2 separate regions of the Zea mays genome follow, and region 1 is linked to region 2. Evidence: chromatin contacts called from public Hi-C data. All regions are on one chromosome and are shown on one strand. The core of a region is the stretch at or near the end of the contact, and the rest is flanking DNA. Distances in the headings are between cores, read along the strand shown.

Region 1 (2,700 bases), core at 23-2,522, 180 kb before region 2:
TGGCTGTGGAAAGAATCTGGCTGTGAGGAGAATCTAAGTATCGTGGGGATTACATGCCGAGGAAGATGAAAGTGTCCATAGAGTTCGTGGAAGATTCCTACTATTGCAACGACTTCATCGATTCTGTGTTTATGTTGATTTTGAAGGGTTTTTATCAAATCGATTTTTATAGAAACGGACTAAAAAGCTGAGCGTTTGACAGTCTACAGCTTTTGGTGACCAGAAGCTGGAAAAAGCTCAAACAAACAGGGACATGTATATGCCACACCATATCACAAGAGACTTCGGTACTACATATGACATGTCATCCAAACAAGTGTGCCAGGCATACCAGAACACTAAAAATAATTTATAAGCAGATAAAACTGAAAAAAAGAGAAGCAGAAAACACATCAAGTAGAAAAAATTCAGAATTTTCATTCAAATAATCATATTTATTATATATTGCACTTGTACATATGAACATGTGATCAATCAGTCACGGTACCTGCTGCAGCAGATTAATATTACTACTATGTGCATGTGATCAATCAATCCACTGCAGCAGATTAGTACAGTATACTACAAGCATTTAGGCATGGCCACAGGTCCACGTACGTGGACAGGTGTGAGAAGAGAAGAGAAGCAGGTGAGGCGAGGCGACCTGACGAAGGAGACGTGGACGCCGAGGCTGCGGTGCGCCGCCGAGCAGTCGATGCAGAGGAAGACGCCGTAGGTGACGGACGCCCACGTCGGGTTCTTGGCGTTGCAATCGAAGCACATCTGCACGCTTGCACCGCCATCAGAAACGGAATTCGCACACACACAAAAAATATTGCACAGGCGGCACTCACACAGAGCAAAAGAAAGTGCGATCAATCCCGACTCCACAATCAAATCGATCACCCATAAAATCCAATCTAATCCACAGTACCTTGTTGTCCGATTTGGCGCGAAGCTTGCGGAAGACGGCGTTCTTATCTGCCGAGGCATCCATCGCCGCCATAGCGCCCACCCACACGGGCAACGAACCCGACCGAATTGAAACCACTCCGGACTGGAATCTTCTTCCCCGTGCTCGATCGATGGGTGGGCCAATCGATCGGCGCGGCAGAGAGGAAGAGGAGTCGCCGGGTGGGAGGAGATGGAAGGGAAGGGGTGGAGGCGAGGAGGAAGAGGAAAGATGGTGGAGGTGGACGGTGCTGCCCCTGCATCCGCATACGTTGATACGCATCAGCCTTTGCGTGCGTTGTCGTCTAGACCCCAGAGCGGCAGAGCCTAGACATACACATACCGGCCAAATTTTTTTTTTTTACAATTTAGCCATTTTCGGTTTTATTTTCAGAAATATACTCTTTTCAGTTTCATTTCAAAAATGACATATAGGTCGACGCCAACACTATTGACGCCTAACTAACACGGGCCGACGTCAATAGCATTGACATCTAAGTCTAGCACACGTCCGACAACATGGTGACGACATATGGCGCCCACGTGGTAGGGGTAGGCGGCGCCACAGATTTTGGCGCCTACCCCCTTTAAACTATACAACAACGTGTTTGGAGGTAAGCACCAAGATCTGTGGCGCCTACCCCTTTAAACCGAACCGGATCAGTTCTTCCTGGCTTTTCTCCATTCGTCTCTTTGCCTTCTCCTCTCTGACGCTCCTGCGCTCGCTGGCCCTCTCCGTCGCCATGCCACCACACGCCGCTCCACCCGTCCCCAGGCACCGCCGCGACTCGGCGTGCCCGCGTCGGCTGTCTTCGAGCCACGCCGGCTCCACTCCTCCTCGGGCGCCGTCGCGGCTGTGGGCCGCTTCCATCCTCGCGACACGCCCTGCCCAGCTGCGTCGCAGCCCACGCCACCACCATCATTGGTAGTTTTTTTAGTATTTTAAATATATAGTTAGTTTTTATTAGGTATTTAGTATTTTAGTTAATTAGTTAGTATTTTAATTAGTATTTTAGTTTTAATTTAGTTTGAAAACTTGGTATGTAGCTAATATAGTTAATATTTTAGTTATTTGGTTAGGATTTTAGTTAGTTATTTAGTTCAAAAACTAGGTTGAGTGTGATAAACGCGAGTTTGATTGAATGTGGTAAATGTGAGTTTTATTGAATGTGATAAATATGGATTTGATTGAGGTGATGGAGGTCGCCATGTGTTTAATGTGATTTGAATTTGGAGGTTTTAGTAACCTCCCCATACAGGGAGGTGATGTCCAAATTTTATACTTAGTACTATGTTATTAGTTGGTTAGTATTTAGTTATTAGTTAGCACTTAGTTAGTAGTTAGTTATTAGTGGGTGGTGGTTAGGGAATAACCATCAATAATGGTTACTGAATGATGGACAATTTTTTGAGCATATATCATGGTCATGGAGGCAATGTGGAAGAAGATCCCTATGGAAATGCTAAGTTCATTGACATGTGACACGTGCCCGTGCTATTCGTTGGTACACCCTCCTTGAGTGATATGTTTACAAAGGCTAAACAAAAGCTAGGTTACCATGAAGATGACGACTGTTGGGGGCCTTCGGCTTCCGAAGGTCCTCAAAAACAAGATTTAACAGTGTTTCTGGAGTATAATGTGTGAACAGGTATCTTCGGACTCGAGTCGATATCACAGTAGGAGAAGCCCAAATAATACGAAGGTTGATACGGCGCCGAAGATGTGAGCAGGAAAGCTTCGGCGTGGTAGCAGAAAAGGAAACCGACTTA
Region 2 (2,700 bases), core at 22-2,521:
CTCGACGACGACTCCGTCTTGCCCGCCTCATGCTCGCGATGGATGTGAAGGCGGAGGTCGAAGCGCCTGGGGCAGGGCGTGGTGGAGACGAACCTCCCGCATCACTTCGTCAGGTTGGGCACGTCGAGGCCCCTGGAAAGCGACGACCAACGGTCCCCGGGGGAGCGGGAGGGCGGACAAGCAGGCCGACGCGGCGTGGGATAGGTAAGCATAGTGGAGGAACGATTGCTTGACAGGGGGAGCGGGACTTGGGATCCAGGCTGCGGGCGCCGCGCCGCCGCCGCTTAGGGTTTTGGATCCGAATAGGGGAGGCAAAACAGGAATCGCGAGCAGGTGTGCGTCGGGGAAGAGGGCGCACACATCGGACGACAGAGGGACTTTATGGCGTATTGGACGGTCCAGATCGCTGGAAGGCAGAACATGTCAGGGGCAGCCTACCCCTTAGAGTCTTAATAGGTAGTATAGATATTGCTTTTATTCATGTGCTGCGTAGTGGGAGCAATGAAAAATAGATGAAACATTTTGTGTGTGTAAGGTGTGGCAATGGTAGGTAATTCCTCCTCAAGTTATCACGATAGTGGGTCTTTTTACCGAATAAGCTAAAGTAAGCATATGTATAGGATTAACCTCTAGATTATATAAAATCAGGTTCAATAACGTGTCTGTTTATTTCCCATCTAGATTATTTAAGTTAAATTATACTTTCTCTGTCTCAAAACAGTAGTCGTTTTAGCTCTTGTTTTTATATCTATATTTAAATGGATGATGAATATATATATATATATATACATATATAACATATAAATTAAATACTATGTGTATTGTATGCATTCATTAATTATGTAAATGAATTTTAATTTAAAATAGAGAGAGAGTATAATATAGAGTTCCAGATGTATTATAAGTTAAAACAAATAGGTTCTATATCTTCGACTAGCTCACTAGGCGGGCTTGATCTCCTATCGAGTCCCACGTGAGATTTAGCAAAGTATGCAACCTTAATAACCACGAAAATGTCTCCTAATTCCTATGGCCTATACACCATGATATCTGACTGACAACCGGGCCCATTTCGTAGGAGGCGGGCTAGGAACCCGGCGGTTACACAAACCTGGCCCTGGAATGTAGGTTTGCCCTCCTAAATCAACCTGAGGGATTACCCGTTTTACCTGGTCCCGCCCTGACCCCGGGCGACGACATGTTCCCGTATTTGCCCTCGCCCAGCCGGACAAGAAGCGAGACAAGCGCCCATCCTTGGCTCGGGCGTTTTCGGGTTTGCGCCATAATCCCACGGAATCCGCATTCTGAACCATTTCCTTCGCTTTCCCCTTCGCCCTCTCTCTCTCCCAGTCTCCACCCACCATTTCTCCTCCTCTTTCCGTCGGGTCTACTGCACCTTGCCCTCCCCCATGAACCTGTGGACGGACGACAACGCCTCCATGATGGAGGCCTTCATGGCTTCTGCCGACCTCCCCACCTTCCCCTGGGGAGCGCCGGCCGGGGGCGGCAACTCGTCGGCCGCCGCGGCGTCGCCGCCGCCGCCGCAGATGCCAGCGGCGACGGCTCCCGGGTTCAACCAGGACACGCTGCAGCAGAGGCTACAAGCCATGATAGAGGGGTCGAGGGAGACCTGGACCTACGCCATCTTCTGGCAGTCCTCCCTTGACTCCGCCACCGGCGCCTCGCTGCTCGGCTGGGGGGACGGCTACTACAAGGGCTGCGACGAAGACAAGCGCAAGCAGAAGCCGCTCACGCCCTCCGCCCAGGCCGAGCAGGAGCACCGCAAGCGCGTGCTCCGCGAGCTCAACTCCCTCATCTCCGGCGCGGCGGCGGCTCCCGACGAGGCCGTCGAGGAGGAGGTCACCGATACCGAGTGGTTCTTCCTCGTCTCCATGACGCAGTCGTTTCTCAACGGTTCGGGCCTCCCCGGGCAGGCGCTCTTCGCCGGGCAGCCCACATGGATCGCCTCTGGCCTCTCCTCCGCGCCGTGCGAGCGCGCGCGTCAGGCCTACAACTTCGGCCTCCGCACCATGGTCTGCTTCCCCGTCGGCACCGGGGTGCTCGAGCTCGGCTCCACCGACGTCGTGTTCAAGACCGCCGAGAGCATGGCTAAGATCCGCTCGCTCTTTGGGGGCGGAGCAGGGGGTGGCTCGTGGCCGCCCGTGCAGCCTCAGGCGCCGTCGTCGCAGCAGCCCGCCGCCGGAGCCGACCACGCGGAGACGGACCCGTCCATGCTATGGCTCGCCGACGCGCCGGTCATGGACATCAAGGATTCCTTGTCGCACCCGTCGGCCGAGATCTCCGTCTCCAAGCCTCCGCCGCATCCGCCGCAGATCCATTTTGAGAACGGGAGCACGAGCACGCTCACGGAGAACCCCAGCCCCTCCGTGCACGCGCCGCCACCCCCGCCGGCGCCGGCTGCTCCACAGCAGCGGCAGCACCAGCACCAGAATCAGGCGCACCAGGGCCCGTTCCGCCGGGAGCTCAATTTCTCGGACTTCGCGTCCACTCCTTCCTTGGCGGCGACCCCGCCGTTCTTCAAGCCCGAGTCCGGCGAGATCCTCAGCTTCGGCGCCGACAGCAACGCCCGGAGGAACCCGTCGCCGGTACCTCCCGCCGCCACCGCCAGCCTCACCACCGCTCCCGGGAGCCTCTTCTCGCAGCACACGGCGACCATGACGGCCGCCGCGGCGAACGACG

The links. A called contact is a pair of places that touch in the nucleus more often than the background predicts.
Region 1: a contact with region 2 is called in a Hi-C map of tassel, with 7 times the contacts expected there. The contact joins the promoter of LOC103637695 here to the promoter of LOC541694 in region 2. A contact is called at or near these places in 8 of 25 Hi-C or Micro-C datasets (bundle sheath, ear, leaf and 1 more).

What each region holds. Positions count from the first base shown.
Region 1 is chr1:99,948,755-99,951,454 of Zm-B73-REFERENCE-NAM-5.0, reverse strand. LOC103637695 (probable ADP-ribosylation factor GTPase-activating protein AGD8) reads right to left here and starts at 1,272. Exons shown (of 7, transcript XM_008660358.2): 1 at 914-1,272; 2 at 644-762. The coding sequence starts at 1,213.
Region 2 is chr1:99,765,692-99,768,391 of Zm-B73-REFERENCE-NAM-5.0, reverse strand. It overlaps LOC541694 (myc transcription factor 7), which reads left to right and starts at 1,271. Exons shown (of 1, transcript NM_001348556.1): 1 at 1,271-2,700. The coding sequence starts at 1,410.